Linked DNA regions of Mus musculus: region 1 is linked to region 2. Evidence: chromatin contacts called from public promoter capture Hi-C data. All regions are on one chromosome and are shown on one strand. The core of a region is the stretch at or near the end of the contact, and the rest is flanking DNA. Distances in the headings are between cores, read along the strand shown.

Region 1 (4,112 bases), core at 777-3,276, 150 kb after region 2:
ACAGATAAAAACATTTGTCCCAAGTCTGATGACTTAAATTCTACCCCCAGAACCCACATTCAGGAAGGAAAGGATCAACTCCTCCAAATTATTCCCAGGCCTCCACATACGCACCACTGTGTTTGCATGCATGCATTTACACACATCCACAAAATAAATGCAATTTAAAAAATTCTCTAAATAAACACTTGGAAATCTATATTGACAGGAGTTTGATGAGGGGAGAGAGCAGAAGTTTTGGAACAATCTTGTAGGATTTTTAGGATTACAGTGTACAGATAAGAAGGAAGGTTGCATCCTGAAGAGACTAGGGATTTAGAGTGTGAAGAGACTGGAGGGTAAAAGATACAACTTTACTATCTAGATGGCTGCAGATGGTTGATAGGTTTGCTATGCCAAGTAGGTAAATCAAAGTTCCTGAGTTAAGAGACTGGTTTCCTTTAAGGAAAAATATTCTTGAGCTAACAGAGGTCTTACAAAAAGGGAGCTCTCAGCATACTACCAGTGGGCATACTGAAAACTCTACGGTCACTTCCCAAGTGTCTATAATCCTAATGTCTACTTTAGATGAAAGAAAGAAATACAAGTGGTAATAAATGGAGCATATGTGCCAGTTCTCATCAGCAAACACAACAAACACTCAAGAGAGGAGTGCTCTGAGTTTGCCCACTATATCATTTACAGAGGGAATCTTACTCCATTTGAGAGGTATTCTAGCAACCCTGTAAATTTAAAAAAAAAAAAAAAATCAAGCCAAAGTATAAGTTGCTGCATTATTTTGAGTAATGATGCTAAGGACTGCTTTATTTTCTGTTTAGAAAATAAAACATTAAATATAAGTATATATGTATGTGTATGTGTTTATATATTTACTAGAGAGAAAGTGATTCAATATTTATTTGTATTTTATTTGTTCTACCTGTGAAAAAAGACAGATTGGCTTTAGAAGTAAAAGACAAAAAGGGGAAATTCAGAAGAGTAGAGAGACATGAGAGTTTATTGACATTAGCCAATCAAACCTTACTGACCTTGCAAAATGTTGGATTGTGCACTAACTGACACAGCACCATCTCTGTTCATCTCCTCTCTTTCCCTCACCACAATGAGCTAGTTGGCAGGAGACAAGGACAGAAAAGGAAGAAACTCATCTTTCATCCAGCCTGTTTGTGGCTTTCCATGGGTAACACAATTCAGCACAGAACATTAGTGCCCATCACCATGGAGGCAATTGTAAGGTCAAACCCAGAACTGTGAAATCACAAAGTACAAGGCGCACATAAAGATTCTGGAGCATGAGTAAGGCAGCAGAGATGCCAGTAAGAAGTACAGTCTTTATAAGTTCTTTTGAAATGATTAAGATTTTTAAGTCTTTTTGTTCCTTTCAGAATATGAGGACAATTTCTGATTATTCCAAATTAAACTAATTTCTTCTGTTGACAGAAGATATTATATCCAAACTCCAGCCTTCAGAGTTGGTGAGAAATGGTCTATAAAAGGCCATGCAATTAGGAACAGACATCGTCATAATGAAGTGTGGCTTTCACCTAAAATGTAGAAAGCAATCTTTGGCCTAGATCAGGAAACATTTTGTTGTAAATCCTATCTTTCATGTACTATTAACTGTGCAGACAACTAAGTAAACACTGTGCTAAGTGCTACTGTGAGTATCCAGTTTATTATCCATGAGAATTGAAAACAGGGAGTGGTACCTTACATGGCCAGAGGGGTCAGGGAACGCTTCAGTGGGGGCACCTGAGATAAAGCTGGGAGGGCTTGATGAAGAAAGAGAAGGTTCATTTAAAAAAAAAAAAAAAAAAAGGAACACAGCTAAATCCAGGAAATTCAGGTTTAGAAATCTCAAGAATGCCTTCATTTCAGGACTGGTCTGAAAACTTAGGACCTGGAAGAGGTCACAGGCCTGAAGGCCAAAAAAATAGAAGCATTAAAGGGGAAAGCAGGTCTAGGCTGGAACTGATTACAGTATGAAGCTAGGCAAGAGTGAATGACCTGGACTAGCAAACCACAAAGGACCCTGGGTGGTGCCTGAGACATTTCAGGGAGTTACAGAGCTAGAGCATAGAGGGCTGAACCACAGGAGGTGAGGAAGTAGAGGCCATGGATAAGGCTACCCACAGGAAGCTTGGCTTAGAACAGATTGAGCTAACAGGAAACATAGGATCAAATTTTATTTTCCACCCATGACCACTGATTTGAGCTCTAGACTAACCTTTTTGAATTCTTCTTCTTACCTTATCTACTACATTGAAATCATATGCTGGCTTCCTCTCCACCCAATCTTCATACAACGGCTGGATGGGATGGTCTTTTCAAAATATAAATTGAGATAATTTTACCCATCACTCAAAGTGTATAATGGCTTCCTGCTGCCCTTGGAGTAAGTCTCAACTCCTTGACAAGCCTGTAAGTTCTTGGATGATCTAGGCTCTCCCTCCTACCTAGCTCTTTTCAATCTTGGACCACACTTGCTCAAACTGCTGCTTCCTCCTAGAAATGCTTCTATTTTCTTACTCTCCCACCCCAACTGTAGCAGCCTAAGGGGAGTCATCTACAAAGATCTTCCTCTACCCCATGCCCAGGGGTTCTCTGCCAGCCATTTCATCTGTGGCCTCAGTTGTCTAATCATCCAGGTAAGATTTTCCTAGTTCTCAGCACTACAGACTTAACTTATTTCTCTCCATTGCCTGTTGTGTGGTCTTTAAAGAGCTACAACGTCTGTCTCCAGAGCTATTAGGAAAGTTACTTCAGAAGGTATGGGAACACCCTAGTTCTCCTGTCTCTCCTGACCTTGGCAACCACTTGCCTTCACCAGGAGCTAGTCTAAGGCTCTCCACCCTTCTCAATCTCTAGCTATCCAGACAGAAGGACCCCTTCATTCTGTCTTGGCACCATACAGGTCCTGCCTGACTCTTCCTGGAGTCCTTTCACAACTCTGTATAAACAACCAAACTCACTTCCTACCCAGTACATGCTCCTTTTTAATCTTTTCTTCTTTGAATTAACTCACCAGCTCCCATCCTAAGTCTGGTACAAAAAAGCCTCCTCGATATATATTCATTCATTCATTCATTATCAGTCTCTTCCCTCATGCTGTTGACCACTGACACCCAGGGACAACTTAGGAAACCATGATTTAAAACCAGCAGGTATTCATAGGACTGGGTCTCCTCTTCCACACTATTTGTATTATAAATGAGCACAAAAATGTCTATTATTCTTGGTCACTGAGGTCTCAGTAGCATTGTCTATTATATAAACTAGAGCTTCTCTACTCATATAAGCTGAGTTTAAGCATCTGAGTGAAAGCAGAGGATACAGTAGTAAAGAAGAAAATTTATATAAGAGCTTGGAGTAAGGATTAGGAATAGCCTAATGACACAGCCTCTATGGTTTACTAATCTTCATCAAGAAATTTTAAAATAAAGTTTCTTGTTAAACTAAAGTTTCTAATTTAACACTCATCATCCTCTCTTACTATTATTACAAAGGGTTATAAATGGATTAGGAATGAAAATGACTCAGAGGAGCAAGTCACTAGTAAATGGAGAAGCTGAGACTGAATCACAGGACTAGACTCAGAGTCAAAAGGCATTTCACTACAGCATCTGGTCTTTCATATCACATTCTAGTGTTCTATCAAAGGTACTCTTGGCTGACACACAAAGGAGCTAGAATAAAGCCAAAAGATTAAGAAGCCTGGTAGAACTGATCAAAGACAGTGGAAGTCCTTAAGTATCAATCTGTGGAGTGTAACTTTCACCCAACAAACAATGGGAAGCAATAATCAACTCCCACTTCCAAGTTCCACAACAGTAAGTTGATACATTCTCCTTCCTTCAAAGACCTCACTGTACTTTCTGCTTTTGACCACTAAGTGCCAAAGGCCCACCCACTTCAGAAACAAAATAGCTTTTACAAGGGCAAAACTTCTAGCCCTTTACTTTCCAGAAAGTTAGGACAAAGATCTATCTGGCTTTCACTAACCTGCCAAAGGAGTGAAGACTCACTCATAGGAACACACTTAATCAGTGAGAGATAATTCACTCTAACAAGGTAACTTTTTTTTTTTTTTTTGAGGCAGACCATACCTAGAA
Region 2 (4,476 bases), core at 290-2,789:
CCTACCTACCTACCTACCTACCTTCCTTCCCTCCTTCCCTTCTTACCTCCCTCTCTCCCTCCCTCCCTCCTCCTCCTCCTCCTCCTCCTTCTCTCCCTTTCTCTCTCTGTCTCTCTCTCTCTCTCTCTCTCTCTCTTACTCTTTTATTTGTTACTATATTTAAGTACACTGTAGCTGTCTTCAGACCTGAAGAGGATGTCAGATCTTATTACAGATGGTTGCAAGTTACCATGTGGTTGCTGGGCTCTTAACAGCTGAGCCATCTCTCTAGCCCTGTGACTTTCTTATGAGTTGAGTTTCTAAGTTATGTAGACTGATGTTCATTCCATCTACAAAATTGGGGGCTTCTGGTTTAGAGTGTCATTGAGATTATATGTGGTCTATGTTTCTTCACTCATCTCTTTCTGAACAACTCTGTTCCCTTTCTTGCACAGCTTGCTCTGAGAGCAGGCAATGAGAAGGAAGAAGGAGAGACGGCAGACACTGTGGGCTGCTGTTCACTTAGAGTGGAACACATCAATTTACACCCAGAATTGGATGGTCAGGAGTATGTGGTGGAATTTGACTTTCCTGGGAAGGACTCAATCAGATACTATAACAAAGTCCCAGTTGAGAAACGAGTAAGTTCATGTGGCCTGTGCTTCTTTCTCTAGCTTGCTCTTTTTACATGTTTGTTTATTCAGCAAATATTTTTTGAGGGCTTTTGCATGTTCTGCATTTTGATGAGCTCTAGTAAAATTGATCTCAAAGAAAGAAAAGAGATAATATTTGGTATATGGTGTGCCTCATTTCATGCCTGCCCTGCAACCTCTGCTACATTGCTGGGAACCTGTGGCCATCTCTGGAAGCAGTTTATAACAGAGTCTGCAGAGAGTTAGCCTTTATAGCAAACTCAATGTTAAGATTGAACACAGCCGCTTTAGTGATTTAAGCATCACAGCATCTGCTGATCACTTGTTATCTTGTGGTTTTTCTTAGCCCCAGTCCAAGCCCCAACTGAATAAAATGGTAATCTTTCAGTTCTCAGTCTCTGAGCTCATCTCTGTAGACCCATGAGATAGACATAGGTACCTACTACTTTCGCCCATTCGATAACAGTGGGTGCCAGTTCAATCGAGTAACTAGGGTAAGCATAGGTTGGCTATAAGGGAGTGTTTTTGTTCTTAGGAAGTAGATGCCAGGATGTTTGATGCTAACAAACATCCTATTTGAGTTACAATATATACCACAAATGGCTGAGAACTGATACTTAGGTATTTATGTAAATTTACACATGCAGAACAAGAATTTGGGTATAATATATATAGGTTGTCTTTCTACCTTTTCTCTTTTTTGAAAGTTATTGTGAGTTTGAAATTATTTCTAAAAAATTTTAAAATAATAATTGGACTTGTTTTAGGTTTTTAAAAACTTACAACTGTTTATGGAGAACAAGCAGCCTGAGGACGATCTTTTTGATCGACTTAATGTGAGTAAACACAGGACACTAGGCTAAAGTCCAAGGCAATCTCAAGCTCCTGGGGTCAAGAGTTGTCAAAGGGTATTTGGACTGTCCATTCAGTCTAGATTGTCCAGTGACATTCTACATATCCCTCCTCCCTTGGGGCACTCAGTCATCTGTAACCAGCAGCAGACCCTCCCTCCTCCCACCCTGTGGGTGGTGCTGTGGATTCCTACCAAAGCTGCAAGGCAGAGGGAGCTGAGCTTTCCATGGATCTTCCCTCTTCCTTTCATCCTTTCATGCTTTCATGAGACGCCCAGCTGCCTTTGCTACAGACCTAAGGCTTTCACTTGCTTTCTTTACTGGGAGAGATATTTATAAGAAAGAAAAAATTTGTTGTCTTGAACTTAAGATTAAAGTACTTTATAGAAAGGCACTATGCAATCCTTCCTGTATTCTGGAATTATTTTCCCTCTTTGCTAACTTCCTCTGTGAAGGACAGGACAGTAACTGGCAGGATGGTGGCAGCACTGGCACAAGGACTCCTAGTATTCACTGTAAGGGAAAGGGTGATTTGGTGTTTACCTCAGTTCCAATATCCTCTTTGTTGTCGTGTTTAATGCAGACTGGTATTCTAAATAAACATCTTCAGGATCTCATGGAGGGCTTGACTGCCAAGGTGTTCCGTACCTACAATGCCTCCATCACACTACAGCAGCAGCTTAAAGAGCTCACAGCCCGTAAGTAATACTCTGTATGGTTGTCCTTGGGATGGTGCCAGTTTCCTTCTCTTCATTCTTTCCCGCCAACCTCTTGAAGAGGCTTTGCTGTCTAAGCAAAACCAAGGCCTTTCTTCCCACTGCTGCTGCAAACTCTAGATTAATCTCATAGAATACTAACAAGAGCTTTGCATCTGGTCTAAAAATTTTTATGTTTTATCTGTGTTACTTACAAGCTCAGAGGGTATAGGCAGTGGTGTTAAATTGGGGAGAATAGAGTTGTCATGGTTACCAGAAAAATGTAGTAGTAAATCTTTTTCTTTTTTTCTTTTTGGTCTTCATAATAGTATGTAATAATTACCTCTGGGACCTTAGAACTTCTTTTCCTCTCCATTTAAAACAAACTCTCACACTGTAGCTAAAGGCTGGGCACATTCATCATGTGATCCAAGCTAGTGAACCTTCTGCTTCAGCCTACCCACAGCTGAGGCTGTAGGCAACCCTTCTGCTCCTGCCACTTGAATTTCCACTGCCTTCTATAAATGTATCAAATGCTCTTAGACGAGCCAGAGATGGTATGCTGGAGATCAGTAATTAGGATTGGTTTAAACAGTGGCTAAAAAGCCTGGATGTGTTGGTGGCAGCCCAGCACTTGGAAGCAGAGGCAAACAAATCTCTTGAGTTTGAAGCTAGCCTGGTCTATAGAGCAAGTTCAAGGACCCTGTCTTAAAAGAACACCCCATCCCCACTCCTACCCCTCCACAAAAAAGAAAGAAAGTCAGATCCCTAGAACTAGAGTAATAGATGAAACCAAACCCAGGTTCTCTGCATGAGCAGCAAGTATTTTTTAACCACTGAGCCTTCTCTGCAGCCCCTGCAGTATAGCTTAGGATCCCTTCATCTCATTCTCCTGTAGTCATTTCTTCTAGCACAGCTGCAGCATTTGCTACATCTGCCTAGTAAGTGGGAGACAGGGAATAAGAAAAGCAGTATAAAGGTCTGGGGGCTTTGGGTTTTTGTTTTTTGTTTTGGTTTGTTTGTTTGTTTAAAGATTTACTTGTTTTATGTGAGTACACTGTCACTGTCTTCAGACATACCAGAAGAGGATATTGGATTCCATTACAGATGACTATGAACCACTGTGTGGTTGCTGGGAATTGCACTCACAACCATCTGGAAAGCAGTCAGTGCTCTTAACAGCTGAGCCATCTCTCCAGGCCCAACTCTTGAAGTTTTTAAGAAACAAAACCAAAAATATAGATTTCCCTGTAATGTAGACAAGCTGGGCAGTAGTTATAGCTATTCAGGAACTTAGCAGTTTAGAGACCACCTGGACTTCATAATGAGACCTGGACACAAAATCCAGTAAGGGTAAAGAAAAATATAAAAGAGAGGCTCAGAATTCCTCCTGTGACAGAAACTCATTCAGGTTTATGTAGAAATTTACTGCCTTTGACTCAAATGTTGACCTTGAAACTTGGTTATGATAAACTGAAGGTTTGTAAAAACATCTAGAATGCATTTCATGTGTATATTCTTGGTATACAAACTGACCCAGTTACTATTATATTTCTTTGTAGCTGATGAGAATGTACCAGCGAAGATTCTATCTTATAACCGTGCCAATCGAGCTGTTGCAATTCTTTGTAACCACCAGAGGGCGCCACCAAAGACCTTTGAGAAGTCAATGATGAACTTGCAGTCTAAGGTATGGTGGGTCCAAAGGTAGGGTAGCAAAGGGAGTCCATGTCTGATGTCTTCTGACAAGCAGAGGCTTCTGGAATCTGACATAGTATGGCCTGGGATAACAGCAGGCTAATCTGGGTCGGTTTAGAAAGATTTTTTTTCAACAAATGGAAATAATTTGATAGTATCATTGTTTTTTTTTCCTAAAATATTTGTGCTGGAGACACAAGTTCTCTATGAGCCACTTTCTGTTTTGAAGTGCTAACTTTGACATACCACTGAATTGCTAGTTGTTGTCCTTGTTATACTTAGGGAAAATGGAAATCTTCGTGGTAGAATGCTTGCCTTGTGTGCAGCATGCTCTGGGCTCCATCCCTAGCATGACAAAAATAAAGTCTCGGTGATCTGGCTAAGAAACATGACAGAAAGATACACCTCAGTGGCAGAACCCACCTTTGCTTGTCTACCATATGTGAAGCCCTGGGCTTGATCCCCAAAGCAGAAGCAGGGGAAGGGAGAGGAATCCTGTTACATTGTTTGAAGTTTAAAAGATGGTGAAGCAATGGCATTTAATTCGCTCCTAATCCTAGAACAACTATTTACATCGGTTGAGGTGTGTCAGATATGACT

What was found. Capture Hi-C pulls out chosen DNA fragments and counts their contacts.
Region 1: a promoter capture Hi-C map of liver shows a contact between it and region 2. The contact joins two enhancer-like sites. A contact is called at or near these places in 16 of 39 promoter capture datasets (the C10 cell line, the HPC-7 cell line, cranial neural crest and 11 more), 6 of 484 Hi-C or Micro-C datasets (CD8 T cells, cranial neural crest, embryonic stem cells and 1 more), 1 of 115 datasets of contacts at active chromatin or transcription factors (microglia) and 3 of 9 other capture datasets (adipose tissue, liver and pancreatic islet).

The regions. Positions count from the first base shown.
Region 1 is chr2:160,858,440-160,862,551 of GRCm38.p6, forward strand. All of the region lies in intron 1 of Zhx3 (zinc fingers and homeoboxes 3), which reads right to left. Among named protein-coding and RNA genes, the nearest start is that of Zhx3, 12 kb to the right of the region's middle. Within about 2 kb of position 2,027, at least 23 of the 459 cell types and tissues checked have an H3K27ac peak or open chromatin away from gene starts, as enhancers often do. A contact at or near this core is called in liver, where this site is marked.
Region 2 is chr2:160,713,647-160,718,122 of GRCm38.p6, forward strand. Top1 (topoisomerase (DNA) I) reads left to right here. Exons shown (of 21, transcript NM_009408.2): 15 at 435-620; 16 at 1,400-1,468; 17 at 2,067-2,181; 18 at 3,741-3,868. Among named protein-coding and RNA genes, the nearest start is that of Gm52567, 15 kb to the right of the region's middle. Within about 2 kb of position 1,540, at least 15 of the 459 cell types and tissues checked have an H3K27ac peak or open chromatin away from gene starts, as enhancers often do. A contact at or near this core is called in liver, where this site is marked.